Regions from separate parts of the Sus scrofa genome. Here region 2 is linked to region 1. A link is a contact called in public Hi-C data. All regions are on one chromosome and are shown on one strand. Each heading gives the region's core, a stretch centred on a gene start, on an enhancer-like site or on the middle of the called end of the contact. The rest is flanking DNA. Distances are from core to core; before and after follow the strand shown. Region 1 overlaps ADCY2 (adenylate cyclase type 2). Region 2 overlaps ADCY2 (adenylate cyclase type 2).

What was found. Hi-C and Micro-C count contacts between places; a contact is called where the count stands out from the background.
Region 2: a Hi-C map of skeletal muscle shows a contact between it and region 1, with 4 times the contacts expected there. The contact joins two enhancer-like sites. A contact is called at or near these places in 1 of 47 Hi-C or Micro-C datasets (skeletal muscle) and 1 of 2 datasets of contacts at active chromatin or transcription factors (skeletal muscle).

What each region holds. Positions count from the first base shown.
Region 1 is chr16:74,549,675-74,555,732 of Sscrofa11.1, reverse strand. All of the region lies in intron 3 of ADCY2 (adenylate cyclase type 2), which reads left to right. Among named protein-coding and RNA genes, the nearest start is that of ADCY2, 180 kb to the left of the region's middle. Within about 2 kb of position 2,817, at least 1 of the 83 cell types and tissues checked has an H3K27ac peak or open chromatin away from gene starts, as enhancers often do. A contact at or near this core is called in skeletal muscle, where this site is marked.
Region 2 is chr16:74,689,017-74,695,353 of Sscrofa11.1, reverse strand. The region is part of intron 2 of ADCY2 (adenylate cyclase type 2); the gene reads left to right. Among named protein-coding and RNA genes, the nearest start is that of ADCY2, 38 kb to the left of the region's middle. Within about 2 kb of position 4,268, at least 1 of the 83 cell types and tissues checked has an H3K27ac peak or open chromatin away from gene starts, as enhancers often do. A contact at or near this core is called in skeletal muscle, where this site is marked.

The sequences.
Region 1 (6,058 bases), core at 1,568-4,067:
TTCCAATAGGAATTCAGGGGGAAGGGGACCCAAACATTCAGTCCATCATAGTAATTTGATTAGATAACCATGTATTGGATTTAGAAAAATAAATGAGGAATAATTTCCAGTGAAATTTACCTTTTCATTTATGGGTTCAATACTCAGATCAATGAAATATTATCATGGTTGACAAATGTTTTCTGCAAAGGGCCAGACAATCTTATTTTTGGTGTTGGGAGCCAAACTATCCATCTCTGGGATAGCACAAAAGTGACCATAGATAAAATACGAACAACTGAGCATGCTGTGCTCCGGTAAAACTTTATTACACTGAAATTTGAAATGTGTATAATTTTCATGTGTCATGAGATACTGGTTTTTCCCCCTCAATTGTTTAAAAATGCAAAAGTAAGTCTTAGCTCAAGAGCAAGCTGTAAAACACAAACGGCTCACCTGATTGGGCCCATGGGCCATAGTTTGACAACCCCTGGAACAGAAAAAAAGAACACGGAAACAGATACTAAGACACACAAGGGGAGTTCCCATCTCGGCTCAGCGGTTAACGAATCTGACTAGCACCCATGAGGACGCAGGTTCAATCCCTGGCCTTGCTCAGTGGGTTCAGGATCCGGCGATGCCATGAGCTGTGGTGTAGGTCGCAGACACGGCTCGGATCCTGTGTTGCTGTGGCTCTGGCGCAGGCCGGCGGCTACAGCTCTGATTAGACCCCTTGCCTGGGAACCTCCATATGCTGCAAGTGCGGCCCCAAAAAAGCAAAAAAAAAGACGCACAAGGAATTAAGACGATATAAAGGCAGCATCACCCACCAGGGACAATGATAAAGATTATTCAGCAAAGAGGGTGAGAAACTGGCTACATAATTGGGGTCAACAGTGTATCAAACCTTTACCTTCCAACAGCAACCAAAATAAATCCCAAATGAATAGAGAAGTGCGAACAAATAAATAATGAAGGAAACCTTAGTGACTCTCTCGTTTTGTAGGGAGGACGTCATTTCTGAGCCTTCAGGGGACTCGCTCCCTCTAGACCCAAACTTCTGCCCCATCTTCCCGGGTGTTTTTCTCAGGTGTCCTCCGGCAGCTGAATGGAGCCTCGGAGAAAGGTTCCCCTCGGGTTCTTCCGGTGGGGGCGGAAACCACATGATGCAACCCCACCTGAGGCTCCAGGCCCTTCTTACCCTGTCGCTTGGAGGAAGCACCTTGGAAGCCTTTCTTAACCCCAGATATGTTAAGACCATCCAAGGAAGTAAAGCAGGAGCCAAGCCAGGTTAAATGGGTACTTTCAGGACGGATTCCAAAGGCCCCTTGGGTATAGACCTGTTCCCTCCTACCTGCATGCAGAGGCATCAGACACTGTTGGGTCATGGACTGTGTGGCGGATACGATGGGCCTGGCTGCTCGGGAGGCTGAAATCCCATGTCCGAGTGAGTCTTTAGACTCCATCTACTAAAACCAAAATCAAAGCTGACAAGAGCTACTGGAAATGAGATAAAAGGAAATGAGTCATTGAAGGAGTCACTGCTTGAACCCAGTACACAGGACAGCAAAAGGTGCTGATGTAAGAAGAGGTAGAAGGAAGGTAAATGGAGGGCAGAGGATAGGTGAGTAGAGACTATTCATTGATACTGGAAATCTTTTAGTTGCGCCATTTAATTTCCTTGACTCAGAAAATGCCAGAAGCAGGTTTTGACAGATGTACCAGCGAACAGGATAAACTGAGGGCAAACTGCAGCCAAATTAGATTGTATTGAAATTTTGGCTCTCTTTGAAAAGTTGTGTTTTTAAAAATAGTTGTATAGTCCAGTAAGCAAGAATCCCTTATGTTCTCTTTATTCAAAGGAATGTTTTAAAAATTGGGGGTTTTGGAGTTGCCATTTTGGCTCAGTGGGTTAAGAACCTGCCTAGGATCCAAGAGGATGTGGGTTCCATCCCTGGCCTTGCTCAGTGGGTTAAGGATCTGGCGATGCTGCGAGCTGTGGTGTCGGTCGTAGATGTGGCTTGGATCCTGCATTGCTGTGGCTGTGGTGTAGGCCGGCAGCTGCGGCCCTAAAAAGATTAAAAAAAAAAATGTGGGTTTTGTGTTTGTTTGCATTTGGGAAAAAATGAATTGTTCATTTGGGACCACACAAAGGAAGCAAGATTTTTTTCTTTGAAGATTGTTTAATAATTTAAGAAAGTGTTACTTGTCTTTCATCATCAGAAAAGGTGAAATATTGTACAGAATATTTGACAGGGCCATGGTATATTTTAATAATGGTGCTGAAAGATATGAATGCTATGGTGTGGATAAAGTCGGCCCACAGAAACCTTCCATATAAATACAGTTACGTTTAACATATGTGAAAAGGAGTGTAATATGTTTTCATTTCTGGGCATTTAGAAGGTTGGGTATTAACTTATCTCAATTATGTATTATGTATATTTATATATTCAGTACTTTTATTAGGTTTATTACCATAAACTATTTCAGTTTTTCTTTCCTGTTTTACCACTGGTAACACAAATAGCATTCCAGCCAAAGAAAAATTGGTTATTATTTGCATCTGTGGTCTTTTTTTAAAGGGAATTCAGTTTGACCGTAGTGACCTCACCACCTTCAGAATTAGAGTAGGAGGTAAATTTGCTTTCTTTTTTTTTTTTCACAAAAAGTTTTTCCTTTAATATTCTCACATCCTGTTTAATGGGAAACAACTAAAATGTTATGTAACCAGTCCAGTAGATAAATTTTAACTGTGGGTCTTTCAGATGATATCATTTTTCTTCCAAATCTGCACACACTCGTGTGATGTTTCAAAAGTAGATCGTTAGTAGATCTTGGAGGAGAGGCTGCAGATGATGCAGATCCAAATGCAGCAGCAGCTGTTTACCCTTTCACATTCTCATGAGATTATATATGGAAAGAAAATATTTACTGTAGTATCTTTTGCTGGTTCTCTAGTTAGATTTGTTGGCCACTCCTGCTGCCTCTTGGTCAAGTAAGTCTGTCTCCCTGCTATTCTTTGAAGGCCGTGAATGTGATGTAGAAATCTCTAAATGTTGCCCTTGGAGTAAGATTTCTGCGGAACACTCAACAATTGTGAAGGTTTCCAACACAAGGCAGCGCCAGGACTGGCCTGGTAGTAAAAGTTTGGGGTGAAGACATGTTCTGCTCTTTCTGGGGCAGGAGGTACATTTTCAGAGGCTCATCTTCTCAGCTTTCGATTGTGCTTTCTGGCCATTTGAATTGCCTTGTCTTTGATGTGGCTTTTTACATCTTTCCCTCTACAGTGGTTTTCAATTTGTAAAAGAGATATATATTATATATTAATAATTATATACTGATATATATAATTATATGTATTTTATGCTTAATTATAATGTTCCTGTTAAAGAATATTAATCTATTTTATTTTTAATATGTGTTGCCAGTTTGCCCACCTAAGCCTATTATTGGTCTTCGTTTATAGCAGCTTTTACGGTGAGCCTTCAAATTTTAGGCACTCCCTGGAGGACGTTACGCTTAGTGAAATAAGTCAGGCAGGAAAAGACAAACACTGTATATTATTACTTATATGTGGAATCTACAGAGTAAAACAAACGAATATAACAAAATGGATCTAACAGAGAGAGCGGACTAGTGTTTAGCAGCGTGGGGAGGGAAGGCGGGGGCGAGACGGGGGTAGGGGATCACGAGGTACAAACTCCTATTTATAAAAGAAATAAACAAGGACATATTGCACAACACAGGGAATATAGCCAGTGGTATAAAAATATCAAATCGCATGTGGTAAACCTAAAATGAACATGGTGCTTTAAGGCACCTGTATTTTAAATGTTTTATAATTAGACCCGCAAACCTGGCCCTTTTCCTGTATCGTCACTAGGTTTCCATCTTATTTAGAAAAGCTTTTCCCATTTCCAATAGTTTGTAAAGGGTCTCCTGAATATTTATGAATGTATTTTTGTGTTTTAATTCAAATATCATCCATCTGGAAATCATTTTAAACATTACGAGGAAAGACTCTGGCAGTGTTTTCTTCCAAATGGAAGTGGATGTCTTTGGATCAATTAAAAATAAGATTCTGTCGTGAAAACGGTTATTAATATTTAGTAAACTCATTAAAGAATAGGGTCAAACTCATTAAAGAATATAGGTCCGCCCCTGTATTAAAAGAAAGCACCATTTCATTGAAAGACGGAAAATGAAATCGGAAGAAATGGCAGCGGGGCCTGTGCTCCCGAGGGGAAGGCGTGGAGATCCAGCTGTGTCCATCCCGCCTCTGCTTAACATGCAATCCCAAACTCATAATCATCTTTTCCTGGGACTGGAAAAAAAAATGATAAAAGAGAAAAATGAAAGATCTTGAGAACCTCTAAAAAGTCATAAAATAAGTAAAAGAGCAAGGGAGAATTTGCTTACCTGTTTATATAACTCTGTGAAGTCAGAATTGGAACTGCACAGAAACTAGCAGGTCAGTAAACTGAACAGAGATTGCACAAAAAAAAAAGGAAAAAATTAAAGGAACATGTTAAATCAGAGATTTTTTGAAATGAAGCAAATGTGAACAAAAATTCTACGCTGCATCTGGGACCAGGTGAATGTAAGAACATCCTATATTAATTATGTAGGACACTAAACATACCCCCCAACAGAGGGACCCCTATAAAATAGTAGCAAAGTGTAACTTCTTTGGAAAGGTGAACTTAAAGAGAAGACGTCTTTCTGGTAAGTTTTGATTTTCCATGTTGTGAGATAAAATGCATAGCTTGAGATTACATGTTACTCACGTTTCCTAGTTAGATGGTACTGGCTCTAAACCTTTTTAATCAGAGAGATAAAATGCAGGTTTATTGGGATGCATTTGAGATGGGTTTGGGCACCAGCAGCAGCTCGCTCCCCTTGGGGATAAGCATCCTTCTTCATTTATTACATCCTAGGGCGGCATTCATCTTGACCTTGACTGTTACTCATAAAATCAGTCATTTGTTAGTCTTACACAAAAGAGAGTCAGTTTTATCAGCAATGTCTCCCTACTGTAAGAGGAGAGCCTTTTTTCCATAAAATACGGGAGTTATCTGTGTTTGTTATGGCAGTGTAAACAGTTCCAGAGCGGACCATGGTTCTGAGAGGGGGTAGAGTTGGGACTTAATTTCATGGACCATGAACCTAATAGATCTAGAAGCAACACCAGGACCAAGAGGCAGAGAGATGCCTTGAGACAGAGGGCTAAAGGCTTCCTGGTTGTCCAGAATCCTTTGATGCCTGCTGTCAGATGAGGACTTCTTGATTTTTATTGCTCTGAAGAAGATGAAAAATTTGCATTAAAAACCATGAGGTTCATCAGTGAAACATGTACTTGAGTGTCCAAAACTCTCACTGAGAGGTATTAGATCCATCCATAAGGTTGACATTTTTGATTTTAAAAAATGGTCAGTGTAAGAGTCATTTTCTCCAGTAATATACTGTGACAGATATTCCACAGATAATTCTCCTTCCCAAGCCCTTTTGAAGTCTTACCAAAAGTTACTTTTCATGTGTAAAATTTTCCAATATTAACCACTTAAGTATTCAGCCCAAATAAGTTTCTTGTCTCGTGAGCACAATAAAAACTGTTTTAGCATAACGTGTGAAACTGTCTCATAAGTGGGGATTGCAGCTCGAGATAGTGAACTTGTCTTGCTTGGGGGTTAATAAGCTGTTGGGCTGGCCTTTGTCAGGGTTGCCTGCACACTGAGAAGGCCGTGCGTTAGCAGAGTGCGGGTTTGCGTCTTTCTGTGCTGGCCCTGGGGGGTATATCCATTTCTCTCTTCCTCCATAGGACTTTGTTTCAAGGAGAGGGAAAGAGAGGATCAGATGAGTAAAGTGGGGGAAGAAAGCTTTCAAAACTCACTTAAAAAGAAGAGGGTGAGAAGTTCCTGTTGTGGCTCAGTGGGTTAAGAACCTGACCTCGTGTCCACAAGGATGTGGGTTCGATCCCTGGCCTCTTGCATTGGGTTAAGGATCTGGTGTTGCGGTGAGCAGCAGCATAGGCTGGAGATGCAGCTCAGATCTGGCGTTGCTGTGGCTGTGGTGTAGG
Region 2 (6,337 bases), core at 3,019-5,518, 140 kb before region 1:
AAATTCTTAACGAAATTTTAGTATCTTTGAGTCTGGCAAAAAAAAAAAAAAAAAATGGTCTTATATCAAGAATGCAAAGTTGGTTTAACATTCAGAAATCCATTCATGGGATTCACCATCATAACAGACCTTTCTCTTTTTTTTGGTCTTTTTGCCTTTCTTGAGCCGCTCCTGTGGCATGTGGAGTTCCCAGGCTAGGGGTCTAATTGGAGCTGTAGCCACCAGCCTACACCAGAGTCACAGCAACGCAGGATCCGAGCCACCACTGGGACCCACACCACAGCTCACGGCAACGCCGGATCCTTAACCCACTGAGCGAGGCCAGGGATGGAACCCGCAACCTCATGGTTCCTAGTCGGATTCGTTAACCACTGCGCCACGACGGGAACTCCCAGCAGATCCTTTCAATAATTGCAGTGCATGCCATCATTTCAGTGGATACAGAAGAGACATTTGACAAAATTCAACACCTACTCAGGGTAGCATCTCTCAGCAGTCCAGGAATAGAAAGGAACTTCCTCAAACTGATAGAGGGCAATTGCACAAAAAGTAGAGCGTTGTTCTGAATAGGGAAAGACTGAATTCTGCCGCCTGTGATCTGGCGTAAGACCAGGCTGAGCCCTCTTAGCAGTGATCTTCCACATTGTACGGGACATCCTCGCCAACACAGAGGGCAAGAAGAGGAAACAAAAGACGTACAGACTAGAAAAGAAGTTCACCTGGCTTTGTGTGTGTGTGTGCCCTGTCCGTGACATTAGCGTTGAACAGTTTTGGTCTATGTTAAACATCCGATGGAACCTAAAAAATGCTCCTAGAACTAGAAAGTGGGTTTAGTGAGGTTGCAGTTTGCACAAGGCTGAGCTACTCTAGATTTGAATCTTCCCACTAGAAATTGAAGAAAAAAAATGTCTTTTACCGTAGCTTCAAAATATAAAATAAACTTTGGATATTTGAATAAATGTGTGTAACGCTTCTATGTAGAACATTGGAAGACGTTGTTGGCAGAAACTGAAGAAAGAAATAACGGAGAGATGACGTCTGTTGGTGGATCCGAAGCCTCGATGTTGTTGTCAGCTCTCTCCTAGGTCGTTCTGGGTAGTCACTGCCATCTCAATAAAAATTCCTGCAAGCTTTTTATAGAGTAGCGAGCAGATCCTAAAATATGTATAGACACGGAAAGCACCTAGAAAAGCTAAAACACATTTGAAAAAGCAGAACATGGAGACTTTATTTGACATGGATAGATTTCAGGATTTACTATAAAACTCCAGTAATGAACTTAGTATGGTGCTGGTGTAAAGACAGACACGTAGGCCAGCGGATACAATAGGCTGCCCAGGGATAGTCCACATACATGGTCACTTTATTTTTGACTGTGTTCCAACCCAGTGTGATCAGGGAAACGTATAAGCTTTTAACAGTCGCTGCTGAAAAAAATTCGATAGCCATGTGCAAAAAAATAAAATTCCATATGCTCCAGCCATCCCCCTCCTGGGCATATATCTGGACAAAACTATAATTCAGAATAATACATGCACCCCTCTGTTCATGGAAGAATTATTTATAACAGCCAAGACATGGAAGCAACCTAAATAGCTATCAACAGATGAATGGATCAAGAAGATGTGGCACATAGAGACAATAGAATATTACTCAGCCCTACAAAAGAATGAAATAATGCCCTTTGCAGCAACATGGATGAAACGAGATTTTATACTAAGTGAAGTGAAGTCAGCAAGAGAAAGACAAATACGTATGATACTGCTTACATGTGGAATCTAAGCCATGGAACACGTGAACCTATGCACAGAATAGAAACAGACTCACAGACATGGAGAACAGGCTTGCGGTTGCCAAGGGGAAGGGGGAGGGATGGACGGGGAATTTGGATTTGGTAGATGCAAACTGTGACACTGAGAATGGGGAAGCTATGCAGTCCTTCTGTGCAGCACAGGGAACTAGATCCAGTATCTTAGGATAGAATAGGATGGAAGATAATTTAGGAAAGGCATTTATATTTATGCAGGACTGAGTCACTTTGCTGTACAGCAGAAATGAACACCACATTGTAAATCGGCTGCACTTCAGTAACAAACAAACTTCCACCGTTGGCGCGTGCAGTAAACAAAATTTAACTCCAAGTTTTAAATCGCAGGCTTGAGAAGTTAGTCCTAAAACTGTGGAACTCCAGGAAGAAAGCATGAGAAAAGACCTTGCTTGGTACCCCTGGGTTAGAAAGCGATTTCTTGACTCACCGCAAATTGTCAGCTTTGGAAGAAAAAGCCCTAATCAATATGATTTGATGAAAATGTAAAACGTTTACTATTCAGATGTACTGTTATGAAAATGAAAATGCAAGCCACAGCCGGAGAAGTTGTTACAAGGCATCTATCTGGAAAATCACTTGTACTGAGGGCATAGAACAGACTCTTATGACTCAATTATATCTTGATAAGCATACAATTAGTGTTATGAGGCTTTCTAGTACACAAAGAATGATTTCCATACTCCACTCCAAAGTATTGATACCGTATCTCAAATAGGAGGTATGATTCCCATTTTAAACTTGGAAAACAAACAAACACTCGGAAGCTTGAGATATAAAAAGAGGCTTTGGGAGGTATGGCAGATCCCAGGCTGGAAGGCATTGGTCCAGCCTTCTTTCCTTTCAGATGAGCTGACTCATCAGCTCCTGGCCGGTTCCCCTCCAAGCCTTTATCTTGGTGAAAAGAAAGGAAAGGTCTTTAAGGAGAGTGAAGTTACTGAGATGTTGTAAGACAGTGGTGGTGTTGCCATTTTTATCATGTCTAAAACGAAGACTCCTTGAGCAAAGATTTATTGCCTATTCAATTTTTTTTTTGAAAAAAAGATTGGAATATCATTTGCTGAGTCTGGTGAAATTCAGTCTCTATTCAGCGTGTTGCTTAAAGTAATTTCTTTACTTTGAACATGGTGCACACATAAATGCCTAGGTCACCAATTTATGTTTTCTTTAATGCTCTTGATATGAAAAAAAGTACCTTTACTACCAATTTTGCCTCCTGATGGGGGATGTAACTAAAGAGCCAGATATCTAAGATGCTAGCGCAGATGCATTACGCTAAAAATTGCGAAGTGATGAAATAACTTTTTTTTTTTTTTGTAGACAGATGAGACAGATTCCTTGTAGAAGGAAATACTGAGGGTTTATTATAATAAAATAAAAATAACTTTATCATATTGGGCCTGATAAAGATTAATAGAGCAAAGAAAGGCAAGGGAGAATTCAGAAGGCGACCTGTCTTATGTGGCAGAGGCAGAATTAAAACTTAGAGAGGGTGGACTGGACTGATTCAGTAGGTGACAAAATGAATTCATGAAATAAATGAGCAAAAGAAGGAAATTGGTTTTTCTTATGAAAAAGTCAGATTCCTACTTATTCCGCATAAAAATATGAACTCTCGATGGGTTAAAATCTAAAGAGGAAAAGCAGGCCATTAAGATTTTCTTACAACTCTAGAGGGAAGCCTCTTTAAAACATTGTGTAGGGAAGGGTTTCTTAAATAAGGCATGAAGAAAAAAAAAAAAACAGGTTTTTTTTTTTTTAATTATGAGAGAAAATTGATCAAGAAAGGAAAGACCTATCCCAATTATTTTTGTTTATTTGGAGATGCTCAAGAAACACCCTTCCATATGTGCCTAAGGAGACATGTAGATGAATTGGTTGGGATCAGGGAATTACAGTATTTTATTCAGTGAAATACTAAATAAGAGTCCAGTGAGTTAATAGTTCTACGTAATATCAACACGGAGACACTTGGGAAGCGTAGTGCTGCGTGCATGGAAAAGGAAGTTGCAGGATGATGCTAATTTGATAAGCATCTATTCTTTGAGTATTTACAGATGCAAGTATTAAAAGAATTAAAAAAAAAACATGAATGAGAAGAAAAATGTACTGATTTGCACCTGTTGGTTTTTTACAGGGAAGGAGCGAAGATAATGAGGGGGAGACTTCAGCTGTAACTTTCTCAGTGTGTGTGTGTGTGTGAGTGTGAGAGAGAGAGAGATAAAGATACCCTGTGTGAAAAAGTAAGATTGAAAGCTAATATGCCGTAACGTTCAGTGTATGAGGCATGCTCATGGGAGGCTGTCATCTTATGTGTTGTACTTTTAAGAATTCTGTTGTGTTATTTTTGTTGTTGTTTTTGTGTGTGTGTGTGTGTGTGTGTGTGTTTTGGCTGCACCCATGGCATGTGGAAGTTTCCGGGCCAGGGATCAAACTCATGCTGCAGTTGTGACCTGCACCACAGCTGCAGCCATGCTCGATCCTTAACCTGCTGCTGTGCAAAGGAATGTCCTGGTTTTAATAGTGTTTTACATTTTAGAGTAAAATTTTGAAAAAAAAAAAAAGAACATCAGTTATGCCTTTGACCTGGATTTGCTGCTCTGGACTGTGGGTCCCAGCCCAGCTTTTAGAGTCCGACCCACTTGTGGGTCTCCCAGTGGCTCTGAGCGGGTTGGCTGTCTCTCCTGCTGCTTCCTGTCCTGCAGTCTCTGTGGCGTGATTGTTCAGATCATGGAAAAACAACCCTTCTTTTTAACCTGAATGTGTGCGATTGCTAGTTCTAATAAAACGTGTTCTATTTTTCAAACTTTCGAAATACTGTTTCTTGAGCACTCTGCACATGCCAGGGAATCTAATACTGAGCGATGGTAAGAGCTGTCACCGCATCCATATTTAACAGGGAATGAAGATGCATTCAAAAGGTTCAAAGAATGTGATGACTTAAGAGAAATAGCTAGAGGGTGATATCATTACATTTTCTTGGAATAAATACTTGGGGTATTAATTAATGGCCTCAGCCTTAAATTCTGTAAAGTGATTGTTATTAATATTTGAATATTAACTGTTTTCTTTGGTTCCCAACTATTCAAAAAAAAAAAAAACCCAAAAACCTCAAACTGTTGACAAAATATTTGGGAATGAAGGATTAAAATGAAGGCAGCTTGGTCTTCGAACTTTACATATGCATGTTGTTGAGTTCGATATGGTTGTATTTTCGACAGTTTTTTTTTCTTCATTGCTTTTGAGGGCCCCCCTGCAGCATATGGAGGTTCCCAGGCTAGGGGTCAAATAAGAGGTGCATCTGTGGGCCTACACCCCAGCCACAGCAATATAGGATCTGAGCCCCATCTGTGACCTACACCACAGCTCAGGGCAGTGCAGGATCCTTGACCCACTGAGCGAGGCTGGGGATCAAACCCACATCCTCATGAATACTAGTCAGGTTCTTAACCCACTGAGCCACAGTGGGAACTCCAATTGACAATTTTTTTTTAAATTGACCTATAATGATCGTGCTTGTAACATTAGCATGGAAGAATTGAATGAAATATCTGTAGATTGATTCAAGCCCTGCCGTTCTCTTCCATCAGTGACCTTCCGCCTGCCTTCTTTTAAGGTACGTGCTTTCCTTCAGACCACAGTCAGTGTGCTGAATGCAGAAACTTGGTCAACATCTAATGCTTTGCATTCCAGATTCTCTTCATGCTCCATGTCTTCGAAGAAGATGAAACTCAGCATCTAGATACATATCTTTGTCCCTATTAGAGATGCGAAGACACCAGGGCTCAGTAGGGTACTTTTGGATGCCTTGCACTCTTAAGTTGTGCACATGAACTCCAGTGGTTGCCTTAGACACTGAAAGCTTTATAGTTTGGAGGGCATCTCTCTGCGGGCTTCTGGTGCAGCCCCTAAGCTTTCATCTGGTTATTTGTGAGCTTCACAGTAGGGAGAGCACAGAAATTCTAGATCTCACCGGGTGGGGCTTGGGGGGGGGTCCCTCAAAGTCGAGGCCCACGTATTGTGATTTTAAACAGCCGCTTGTCTCAGCCAAGATCACGAGGGTGTCTGCCCTGTTCGAGGGCGGCCTGGGTCCAGGATCTCTTTCATAGCCCTCGGGATGATCTGAGTGTGGAGGATTCAGCCAGTTTCACCCAGAATACCAATTTATGGTTTTATTGCTGTTTAGAGAGTACTCTTCTCTGCCAACCAAGATACCTTCTTTCTGGTGCTAGGTTTCCTGGGAGACCATTCAGTTGGGTGTGTGTTGAAGATCAGATCAGAACAAAGCAGGTTATGGGCGCTCCTTGGGTATTTTATTCAGGCTGCAGCAGAGTCTGAGGAATAGCTCAGTCGCACAATGAGGTCATTGCTGTTGGCAGGTTGTGTTGGGCAAAAGTCTTGGCCTCTGTTGCTTGGAGATCCTCAGGACCAGTTTCAGTGTCCTGCTGATACTCTCAAGTGAACCGATGTAAGGTCCCCTATGGAAGTGAGGTCCAGGGAAGAGGACGGCTC